2 separate regions of the Mus musculus genome follow, and region 1 is linked to region 2. The links are chromatin contacts, called in public Hi-C maps. All regions are on one chromosome and are shown on one strand. The core of a region is the stretch at or near the end of the contact, and the rest is flanking DNA. Distances in the headings are between cores, read along the strand shown. Region 1 has its middle 19 kb from the start of Gm31318. Region 2 holds the start of 4932435O22Rik (RIKEN cDNA 4932435O22 gene).

Evidence for each region. A called contact is a pair of places that touch in the nucleus more often than the background predicts.
Region 1: a contact with region 2 is called in a Hi-C map of cerebral cortex, with 1.7 times the contacts expected there. The contact joins the enhancer-like site here to the promoter of 4932435O22Rik in region 2. A contact is called at or near these places in 3 of 484 Hi-C or Micro-C datasets (cerebellum, cerebral cortex and nephron progenitors) and 2 of 115 datasets of contacts at active chromatin or transcription factors (VIP interneurons and double positive thymocytes).

Annotation. Positions count from the first base shown.
Region 1 is chr11:114,281,406-114,287,539 of GRCm38.p6, reverse strand. No RefSeq gene overlaps it. Among named protein-coding and RNA genes, the nearest start is that of Gm31318, 19 kb to the left of the region's middle. Within about 2 kb of position 2,084, at least 17 of the 459 cell types and tissues checked have an H3K27ac peak or open chromatin away from gene starts, as enhancers often do. A contact at or near this core is called in VIP interneurons and cerebral cortex, where this site is marked.
Region 2 is chr11:114,447,238-114,453,291 of GRCm38.p6, reverse strand. It overlaps 4932435O22Rik (RIKEN cDNA 4932435O22 gene), which reads left to right and starts at 4,432. Exons shown (of 3, transcript NR_027643.2): 1 at 4,432-4,620.

The DNA.
Region 1 (6,134 bases), core at 835-3,334, 160 kb after region 2:
GCTCCCAGCTTCCTGACCACACAGGGGCAACCACCATGTATCATGCAGCAATCACATTACCCACTGGAGGATGTTCTGGGGTTTGCAGTGATGTCCTCTCTATCGGGCCGCCCAGGAGCCACTTTATATTCGTCTTTGATAAATGGTTGCACTTTTATAGTCTAATTGGTAATAGAAACAACACTCAGAGTCTTGGAGAAGCCTTAGGTCCCAGCTCAAATGGGAGATGAAAGTGTTTCTGATGAGAGGGGAGGGCGGTCATGCCAAACAGAAACAAAAAGCTGATAAGAATAAAAGGCAAGGACCAGGGGGTGGGGGAGGGGGAGCTCTCAGCAAGCGGAGGGTATCAGGGAGTAGAGGCTGGCCTGTGTGTGCCTCCAGATCAGCCATCTGCAGCTGTACTTGTGGCCTGGAGGAGGGGAGCGGCCTTCCCTGGGGAAGCAGAATGAGGAGATTTCCAAGTGAGAAGTCAGTATCCTTGTGTGCACGTGAAATGTGTGTATACGTGTGTGCAGGTGCAATCAACCTTTGTGTGTTAATGGAGGCCGCAGGGTGACATTGGATATCTTTCTTTATTGATCTCCCCTGTAATTTTTGAGACAGTATCCCTCACCAAACCAGGAACCTTCTAATTTGGCTAGGCTGGTGAATCCCAGAATCTACCCCTGTCTATTCTACACCTCCACTCTGGGATTACAGACATGAGCCGCTGCACCTGGCTTTTATGTAGGATTCTGAGGATTTGAACTCAGGCCCTTGAGCTTGCACCAGCTCTCTACCCACTGAGCCATGCGCCCCAGCTTGCAGGTCAGCATTCTTGAGTAACCAAAGAGAGAATGCTGGGATACAGTTACTAGGCACAGGGGATGGCCAGCTTTGGGGGTCCTGCTCACACCCCCAGCCTCACTGCCCTCCAGCAGGGAATCCCATAACCATCTCATCCCCACATCTGTGAGTCCTGAGATCTCCCATAGGAAAGCTCATATCCAGTTCTACATTCAGGGCAGTGCTGGGATCTCTGTGTCTAACAAGTCCTAGGTCACACTGATGCCGTGGGTGTGTGGATCACTTTCAAGGAGTTACCAAGGAGACAGAGCAAGGAGCCTAATCCTGAGAGACTGGTCTTTGCAGTGACCTATGGGGTCAAGTCCTCCAATCTTGTTTTGTTTTTGTTTTTGTTTTTGTTTTACCTGCTGTGTGACCTCCAGCACAGTTGTTCTGTTAACCTTGCTGAGACTCAGTTTCTCACTTATCAAATGTCGATAAAAACATAGTCAGGAGATGGCAGAGAAGACCTTAGTTAAACACATTGAGCTCAGTGCCTTGGATGCACTGACCCCACAGGGATGAGAAGACATGGATTCTATCAAGTAACTCACCATGCGGAGACCTTAACCCGACTAAGGGAGCAGATCTGGGATGGCGGGGGGGGGGGGGGGTGGGGTGGGTGCGGTTCTCCAAGAAACTGCCTTAGGAGGCCACCTTGTTCTGGAAGATGATCTCCCAAGGCAGAGAGCATGCCCTCTGTGTAGCTGGACTCTCAGGTCCAGGAGGGACAGAGCCCAATTGCAAATCAGAGGGACATGGAACAGATATGGTCTCTCTATACACATCTGTTGTAGAACAAAGCCAGGTTCAAAGTTAAGGCACCAGAAAGGGCTGGGCATAGAAGGAGAGGGATAGGGGGGTGGGGGGAGATGAAAAGACTCCCCACCTACCCCCAACCTCTACTTATATACAGATTCCCCAGAACTAATAAAAGGCCCAAGCCCATTTAATGGCACTTGACTTGGAGTGTGTGTATGTATACATGGACATATATGCACTTCACGTGTCCCTGAGCAGATTCCATGAGCTAGCCTGGGAAATGGACACGGGTGGGGAAAGGAGCCAGACACGCCCACCTGGAGACAGGTCAGTGGGTTTAACCAGAGCTGTGGCCAGTGATGGCTCTCCGAGGAGCAGGATTTCTCAGCTGGGCTCTGCTGACATTTTGGGAAGACTATTTGTGCTGTGGAGGCTGTCCTGTGTTGTGGAGACGTTTCGAGCCTCCCCAGCCTGTACCCACGGGGTGCCAAGAGAACCCTCCCACCCTCGTCGTGACAATCAGAACATGTCTTCAGACATTGCCAAATGTTCTTTGGGGACAAAGCCACCCTCGGTGACAACCATTCCATAGATCCTGTCTTGGGACCATAATGCAAGACACTGGGTTGGGGCAAGCCTGTGAATGGAGTACCCAGGCCACCAGCCCAGCGTCCTCTCTGCCAGCTGCAGGAGGCTCTGGCTGGTAGCTCTTCCAATGCCTTTTCCAGTGCTTAGTGTTCAGTCTGTTAGATCCTGGCTTCCGGTCCTCTCCAGGCTCCTGCCTAGAGAGGGGAATTAGGTTCCAAATGCAGCAACCCATCCCTCCCCAATCCACTCTCCTCACTCCCAAGCTTCATATCTCTATAAAGGGGGCCCTACTGGAGTTCGGGGGGGGGGAACCATCTTTGGAAAGGGCAGGGCTGGAGTTGGCACCGGGAGTCCTGATGGAGAAGCCAGGGGGTGCGGAGGCTGAGTGGGGGAAGAGAATGTTATCACAGAAACCTGATTTTTCTACACACTCTATCAGCTCCCCATCTGCTCCTTGATTAAACGTATTGCCGCGCTCCCTCCCCACGTGCCCGCTGCCAGGACGTCTCTGGAGCCCTGATTACATCTGTGGAGAGAGCCTCAAACCTCACAGATGAGCGAGCCTATCGATCAGCCTGGCAGCTGACGTGTGTTTCAAAATGTAGAGGCGGATGGGCAGTTTAACTGCCAGGCCGAAGGGTAGAGAGGGCTCTTACCCTTAAAGGAAAGGCCTCCATCTTCCCCGTCACCATCACCGCAGCAACAAGCCCAGGATGGTGCTCAGTCTAATAACCCCATGCAACTCTGAGACTCTGAGACCTTAGGTGACACCCCTCCCTCCCCTCACTCAGTTTCCCTCTCCTTAGCAGGAGGACATGACAGCTGAGTTGGTGGATACAGAGTGAGTGACCTTCAGAGTCAACAGACTATAGCCCTGTCACTGACTCACAACCTGCCAGTCCTGTGTCCTGTGAGCCAGCAGCCTGGGTGTCTCCCTGGAGCTTGTTACACATGCAGGCTCTCAGGCCCAGCCGGGGCCAGGCCTAGGCTGGATGCATCGGGAACTACCCTTTAACAAGCTCCCCCGGTACCTCACGGACACGTTACAGCCAGCGCGCCGAGCACGCCGACAGCTCCGTTCATTTAGCTACTTCAGAGGTGAACATGTAAAAGAAATCTCTCAAAGGGAATAACTCACCACCTTCCCTGGCCTCAGAAAACTTTTCACAGAGATTTTTTTTTCTTCCTGCCCAGGAACTTTAACCCTGAGAAGCAGGCAGCTTTGAAATCCTGGTGGTTTGAGCCTCGAGATGAAAATCCTCATTCCATCAGTCCCTCAACGAGCCTAGGGATGAAAAAGAAAAGCTCGTCCTGCCCCAAGAAAAGGCCTCTCTTGGGGGATAGGCAGACCCCTCTTCCGTTCCTTGAAAAGATGCCCGTCCACGGTAAGGGTTTCAAGCAGCTAGATTTCTCCTTGCTGGAGTTTGGCCAGAGTCTCGCAAGCTCCATCCTTCTCTTGGGACTCTCTGTATGAGTGGCCAGTGGTGGCTCTAACACATTTCCAGAAGTTCGGTGGCTTGAAACAACGGGGCTCGTCATTCTTTCACTGGTCTGAAAGCCAGAAGACTGAACTTGAGGTGTGACCAGGGTCCCCCTCCCTTTGGAGGCTCCAGAGGGGACTCATCCTTGCCTATACCTGTTTACAGCGGCTGCACCTCTCCTCTCTGCCCAGGGCCACAGAGCCTCTGCTCCTCTGACATGTTAGAGATCCAGCCTCCCTCCTCTTTCTTTTTATGCTCCTTAGGCGGCATCCCAGTGATCTCGATTAAGCTCACCTCACAGTTCTTGGTTACATCAAAAAAAAAAAAAATATATATATATCTTTTCCCATAGAGTCCAGGTGTGAGCCACATAATCACGAGTCACAGAAACTTGTGCCTACCTTTAGGGGGTTACCTACCACAGTCTCCAGTGGAATCCTAGGTATTACAGCTTGGATGGGCAGTGTCCCCATCACCACCAGTTGGTGGCGCCATTGAGAGGTAAGTGAATTATGGAGGGTATTTAACCTCAAGGATGGATTAATCCATGGATGGGCTCACAGAAGAACTGTTGGGGCGGGGGGGGGGGGGGGGCAGGGGATGTAGGCCCCTGGAGGTGTGAATGTGAAGGTGTATTTTAGTTGGGCTTCGCTCCTATCTGCCTTAGTTGACAAGGAAGCCACCAAGAGTGTTTGAACCAGATGCATAGGAGGGGAAGTGACCTCCCTTCTGAGAGAGCCCTGTGCAAGGGGTGATGGCCTGCAATGAATGTTTCAGGAGAGAAGCAGCCTTGATAGTATACCTGAAGTGTGGGGGTGGGGGTGGGAGGTGTGGGAGGAGGGAGGAGGTGTGGGGTGTTTCGGCCAGAGGGAAGAGTGTGAGAAACTCCGAGCCTCTGTGTACGTTATCCTGGAGTTATGGAGTGTGAGAGATGAACCAGAGACCCCAGCAGCTCCACAGAGCAAAACTCCTCCCTCCTCTCATCAGAGAGTGAAAGTCTGTAGCCTGTGGGTCATGGAGGCAACACAACACTGCCTTCTTTGAGAGAGCAGCCTGTTTGGCTTTGTGCTGGGGGCAGATCGCCCCGGTGCCTGGGCAGGGTAGGTTGGATGAGGTTGGACTGGAGCCTGGACCATCACATAGGCATCTGGTGAGACAATCCAGGCAGCAGATGATCAGGGCCAGCCCACACTGGTACTCGTCTGGCCTGATGGATGACACTTGAGCCAACAAGTGAGTTAGCCATCAGTTAAGCCAATCTCAGCCCCCAGCCCCCCCCCGCCCCCCCCCGGCAGAGACAGACTCTAAGGGCAGTGGCCATGGTCCCCTGGTATCCTTGGGCAATGCCTACTCCAGTCCTTTAAACTGAGAAGGTATCCCTATTCTTCCTAGCACCTCAGCTTCCCCATTGCCTTCGTAGGGAGGGTGAGGGCGCTGTCCCCAAGATCACCCAGTGGAGATTTTTGCTTAAGCAGCTCCCAAATGTTAAACTGACTAATTTCTGTGGAGATTTTTCTTTAAGCCAGCCTGACACCGGCTTTAAATCAATTTGAAATCCTTTGTCTACAGATCCACGTGGAGAGGGTCCTTGGAGAATGGGTACCAATTACCCTCATCTGTCAGCGAGGACAAGGTGGCTGAGATGGGCTGCAGCCAGGACTGGGAGGAGCAGGTTCATACGTGTGGAAGGTGTTCAGAGCTCAAGGCTACGTACTACAAAAGGCACAAAGCTAGGGGCACGCGATGGTCATTAGGCTACACTAACGGGTGGGGAAGGTCTGGCCCCCAGTTGGTGGTGCTATTGAGAGGAACCTCTAAACAGGAAGACTCCGGTGGGAAAGCTGATTGGCTGGGCTGTTCAGCCACGCCCAGTGTTCAGAAGACTAGGGCAGGAAGGTCAAGTGTTAAAGGTCATCTTTGATACATAGTGTGCTTGAGTTCGGTTTGGGCTCATGAAACACCATCTTAATTAAAGAGGGGATGGGAACTGAGGAAGATGGAAGGAAAGGGAAGGCTAAGGGGTTGGCTCAGGCCCGGGGATACTGAGGTTCACACCAAGTTCAAAGACTTTGCTTGGCCTTTATTCTCAGGTTACTCCATCCCTTAAATAGCTGAAGTTGGGAAGAAGGGAAGACCAGGGCGAGGTCTGGAAGGGGTGTCTGTGACGGTGGGTGCAGGGAAGGTCAAGGGGACTCATTAGCGGCCTTCACAGCCTGCTTTGGAGCTCAAGATCAACGAGAGTATTTATGAATGAAATCAATCCTGCCCCCGACGCAGGGAGACAAGCCAAATTTCCCGGCTCCATCTTCCTGTCCAAATGGCCCTCTTCCCCTTCAGCATATTGCTTTGTAATAGAGCCCATCCTTGCCATCCTTCCTCCCCAGGGGAGGTTTCCAATTTATCTGCCCTAAGTGGAGAACGTGGGTGAGTTGCTAATAGGGCACCAGCCCAGCCCGCCCGCAGAGAAACTGGGCAGGG
Region 2 (6,054 bases), core at 3,183-5,682:
GACCCTAGGAGTCCACAGGTATGCCTGTGACTTGTGGGGAGCGGGTGTGGCAGCAGTCCCAAAGGCGCCAGGGACTGCAGCTAAGTCATATGACTTACACCTGACTTCCTCATATAAGACACAAACATCTTGAGTGCTGCGCAGGTGTACCAGGATACAGGTGAATCCAATTTGGTGGAGATTTGCCCCTGCTGCCCTGATTAGCTGAAGCCTCGTGACTGGCGAGGGGGCGTGGCCTGCGAGCGTGGATGAGAGAGAGTATAAAAGGAGTGAGAGGCCCAGGGTTCGGGGGAGATATAAACAAGAAGAATCAGGACTGAGTAAACTGCTGTTAGAAGGACTGGTGGTCGCGTCGTTCTTGCTGGTCGAGAGCGGGCGCGACAGTGACTGTATCCCCAACAGGCTGGGATCAGACACACTGGACTCAAAGAGCAGAAGCAGGTAGAGGGATATGTGGCACTAAGACACCCGCTCTCACCACTGTTGGGAATGAAGTCATAGATGCTGTTCGGGTGAGAAGGGGATTATCCCAGAAGTCTCTGCCAGTCCCAATGCTTTGGTTTCTTGAGATAAGGAACAATGAAGAGGCTCTTCTCATAGTCTCCACTTCTGGAAATTTCTCAATGAAGAATTCTATTGTTTGTCTTTCAGAGCAAGCCGGGGAATTTCCATGGTGGTATGCATGTACTGAATATATCCCCGTTCTGTAACTTATCATCCCTATTTCCCTTTGTCACTCCAACCCACCACCACCCCATCCTGGCCGGGTGCGGAGCCTTCTCCAGAGCCAGCCAGAGGGTCTCTATATTCCATCTTTTCCAAGAGTCAGCTCAAAAGACACACCCTCCACATTGCCGGTCCATCTTCTTCCCTGAATCACCCCTACCCCGCCTTTTGCACTGCCCCTCCCCGCCCCAAACAAGTAATCTCTCTCCTTGGGATTCTCGGAACGCTTTCTCTACTCCATCATGGTCCCCATCAATTTCCCTTCCTCATCCTGTTTTCCCACCTGCATCCCTTATATCATCTCCGACTTGGCAAGCTCCTTAACGACAGGAGTCATAGCTCACTCGCCTTTATGGTCGCACCGCACCCAGCGCTGTGAATGTTGACTGAATGATAAGAAACCCAACTTGGTGACATTTGGGGGATTCATGTCATCCTTCGAAGGTCGTTCGTCTTTGCCTTGCTGTTGAAGTTGGGAGCATCTTTTGGGGAGTGGCAAAGAGAAGAAATTCTGTCTTCTGAGTTATCAATCCATCAACAGCCTTTCCAGGTCAGTTACTGTGTGATGCTGTTAGGTACCAAGGAGGCAACATGGAGGTCAGGGACCAACCAGATGTGTCTTACCACCTCGCAGATCCTTCCTAGTGAACTGAAAACTCCCCGCTCTACAATTCAGCCAAACTGTCCAAGAATCCTATGCTGCAGCCATCTTGGATCTTACAATCCATTGTCCTGCACCTTTCTCGACCTTTACAGACTTCCTTCCTCACTGTCCTGCTCTTAGTCAGACTGCCCTTAGTCAAACACATCTCTTTCCATTCATTGTTGCTTAGTTTTCTACTGCTCAGCTCATCCTCTGCTCTCTGTGTCACACAACCAACTTTAATATTTACAAACATCAGAAGTTAGGGCCACATGTCTCTTCCAAGCAATGTTTCAGGATTTATTTGGTAAAACTGACTGCTTGAGAGTTTCCACACACTTCAGGGGAAGGTGGATCCTGCATTCATCAGCTATTCACTTTGTAGTACATTCTTTGTCTTAGGATAAAAGACTATGCCACTACAGTGCAGTTGTGGGAGCCCCACTTCAGTGGTTTAAATAACTAAGTGCCTTTCTCTCCTACCCAATGCTTGTGGGGTGGTTGTCTTGAGCACTGAAGTCTCTCTGTTTATTGTGTCTCCTTGGAGACCAAGTGCTTCTACCACGTTGTTCTGCCCTGTCCTAGGCACTGTGTTCAAAGACCTAGCTAGAGCCGAATGAAGAAGCTCAAGTCAACTTGGTAGAAAAGAGAGAGCAAGAGGAGTATCCTTGCTCAGATGTGTGTGTGTGTGTGTGTGTGTGATGGTTTGAATATGCTTGGCCCAGGAAGTGGCACTATTGGGAGGTGTGACCTTGTTGATGTGTCACTGTGAACATGGGCTTTAAGACCTTCAGCCTAGCTGCCTGGAAGTCAGTCTCCCACCTTCAGATGAAGATGTAGAACTCTCAGCTCTGCCTGCACAATGTCTGCTTGGATGCTGCCATGCTCCCACCTTGATGATGATGGACTGAACCTCTGAACCCGTAAGCCAGCCCCAATTAAATAGTGTCCTTATAAGAGTTGCCTTGGTCATGGTGTCTGTTCACAGTAGTAAAACCCTAACTAAGACTCTGTGTGTGTGTGTGTGTGTCTATAGCTACTGGATTTGTAGGAATTTATTATGGCAGTTATGGAAAGCTATGGAGAGTATCTCAAGTCAACCTGGTTGAAAAGAGAGAGAGCAAGGAGAGTATCCTTGTATCCTTGCTCGGGGGTCATTTTCTCCCTCAGTCCTGTCCTGACATGCCATGTCTGCTGTCAGAATACACGTCCAACAATCCCCACAACTACAGCTTGCGGGCTGCCAGAGACAGAATTCTAAAAATGTTTCCCAAGACCCCCATCCTTTTGTTTTCTAATCCAACTTCGACCTAGGTATTATTGCAAAAGGGCTGCCTAGGCTGGTGTAATCAGCGGGCCTTAAAATAGGCAGCTTGTCTAGGCAGACCAGAGTGATCGCACAAGGCCCTCAGAAACAAAGGCAGAGAGTCAGCGTTCACATATGAGAGGTTTCTATGTTCTGTTGCCGCTTCAGAGATATAAGGGCCACATCCAAATAGCACAGAAGTCCTAGCTTCCCAGAGCAAACCCTACCCAGTGACCAGTCAGGAACGAGAACTTTAGTCCCAGAAACACAAGGAAGCCAAACTAGCCAGGGACTTGAATGAGGGGAAAGCAGATTCACCACACGGCATCCAGTAAAAGGCCGATTAGTAAGACGGCTTGATTTTATCTTTCTGAAATCTGGAGCTAAAGTAGACCTGCTATGGAGTCTCTATACGGTGTCTTAGGTCATAGCTGTGCTTTTCAATTTGGAGGTGGCCCAAACTGGCTGGCCTGGGTTGGTTCAGGCTGTATTACAGGATGGCACATTAGTTATGTCTACTCTACTCTTGCATGTTTGCATACCTGGTGTTGTGGTTTGAATATGAATGGTTCCCAAAGGCTCCTATATTCAAGTGCTTGGTTCCCAGTTTGTGAAATTGTTTGGGAAGGATTAAAAGATGTGAACAACCTTGTTGGAAAAGGTTTCAAAAGCCCACACCATTCCCCGATAGCTCTCCCTCTGCCTGGTGCTTGTTTGTCAGACGGAAGTGCTCACCCACTGCTCCTCTGCCATGCCTGCCTGCCTGCTTCTTTTGTGCTCCCTGCCATGGTGACCTTCCCTGTTCATGGTGACCCATGAACCCCCAAATTAATTTTTTTTAAAAAATACATTTCCTTGGCTGTGGTGTTTTGTCATAGCAATAGAAAAGTAATTAAGACATGTGGTCAGTGTCAGAGGTTCAAGGCCACTTCCAGCCTCAAGAACACAGGCAGTCTTCACTGCATCATGGAGCCGCATATACTATTAGCCCAAATGAGCCATGTGGAGTGAGGGGAGAGGCATTACCAAGAGCCAGGACGTCCCATTCTCTGTTAAAGGAAAGATCTGGAAAACAGAGACCTACAATCTACTCTGCATATCCCCCACTGGTGATTTAACAGGACCCCACCCCCACCCCAATCCCGCTGTGTTCTCCCAACACCCATCTTCAACCTGTCACCTACCTGCTTCTTCAGTTTCCACTCCCCTGTGTCTCCCACATTGGAACATCATAAGTTCCGCACAAGTGGAAAGTTGTGTCTAGATCAGATCTGGCACATAACAGGTGGTCAGTGTGCATTCCTTGAATGGTCTAAATCTGATCCCACTACCCACGTCCACATCATGAGTTGTGATTCATTTTGTGTGGGAAAAGCAGCCACTATCCTAGCTCGGGGAGATGGACTGAAAAACCTCATCACGTTGGAAAACAAACCAATTTCCTGCACTGATTTGGAACCTCTGATGAGCCCGAAGAGTTGGAGATGTTCTAAAAATAACTCCCACAAAGCCTCACTGTGACAACACGTTTCTCCCCCTCTGACCTGCCCGATGGAGGGGCCCGGGCCTAATAAATTCAAACAACAGGGCATGCCAATCCCCAGAGACTTCACTCCTGGGGCTAAGATAATAATCCCAGGGTTTTGGCAGGCATTCCTGGATCGCACTCAGCTTCTCTTGCATGAAAGGACAGGCCGCCCCTGCCAAATGGAACCACCTTGGAGAAGCTGGCTGGGCTGCAAGTGCTATCCTCTGCAGTCAGCAACTGGCAAGTTCAACTGGTGTCTGTGGGGCGCCAGGCACAGCCTCTGTTAACCCTTTCACCGCCCGCCCTGAAGAGTGAACACCATTCTGCTCCCCACCGAAGATGGGAAGTGAACTCTCTTTCCTGATATGACAGGGACAGGAGATACCACAAAGCTTCAAGGTCAAGCCCGTGATTCAGGTTGGTACCCTTTCTACCAGGTCAAGTGGGTGGAAGGTTCTAGAACTACTGAAACTGGATTTTTCCAGGGGGTGAATAGGGCAGTGTTGGGACAGTACTGGGGTGTGTGTGTGTGTGTGTGTGTGTCCTGGCTTACCGTGTTCCCCAGTCCCTTCCAGGAGTCCTGGGGTCTGAAGGGAAAGTGGTGGCATCAATGCAGTCGGATGTGTGAGAAGCAGGGACAGACACCATTACAAGTCTTGACTAGAATCACAGCACCATAGACCCAGGAGTCTTCCCACCATTCTTAGCACCACTGCCATGTATTATCTATGATATTAATTATTTATCAGTAGTAGTTATAGCCATCACCACCACAGCTAGATCATTAATATTTACCAACAATTAATAGCATTAATATTTATTAATATTAATCTCCATTAATAAGATGTAGAAATGCTTGTCAATTTATCAATAAATATTAATGGTATAATATTTATTATAATAATGAATAGTTATCACAAATGCTATCCACCAGGCATTAACGAGCCTAGTATAAGGTTTGGGGAGAGGGCTCAGGCTCAGTTCAAATCCTCAACACCCGAATCAAAAGGCTGGTGGTGTGGTGAGCAGCTGCACATTAGCACTGGGGAGGCAGAGACAAGAGGATCCCTAGTGCTGAGAGCCAGCCAAGCTGGCTGAAGTGATGAGCGTCAGGTTCAATGAGAGACCCTGCCTCTAAACATAATATAAGCTGGAGAATGATTGAGAAAGACTCCCAGCATTGGCCTGGCCTTCACAAAACATGCACACATGTGTGTGCAAGAGTGTGTGTGTTTGGACACACACACCACACACATATACACAAGCACGCACTTACGTATGAACATGTACACTTTGTACACACACAGAAGAAAGTCTTAAGACATTATCAATTTTAAAAAATTGTATGTGCCTGTGTGTGTACTCGGACAAATTTATGTGCACTGTGTACATGTGGGTACCCATGGAAGCTAGAGGGCAAGAGATTCCTGCAGCAGGAGTTAGAGATGGTGGTGAACTGCCTGATATGGGTGTTTGAAACCGAGCCTGGGTCCTCCAAGAAAGCAGTAAGCACTCTTAATTGCTGAGCCACCTCTCTAGCACTTCGAAGGGAGAAATGAAAAGGTAAATGCAAAACCTACTATAGGTATTAAAATAATACACTTGACAGAAAAGGAAACTGAGGCACAGCTTAGGTTCCTGGATGAGCATAGCCTTCAATAAGCAATGGAGCTGGGGAGGGCCTGGCTGGCCAGTGCGAGGGCCCAGCCTTACGTTTACTTTCCATAATATCTGAGAAAGCAGATTCCCGGCTTCCACTTGAAATGTTATATTTATTGAGTGCTCTGGCGTCGCTCACTGAGAGCAAGGGGAGGGTTGGGAGGGCATGGTGCCAGGGGACCCAGGATCAGA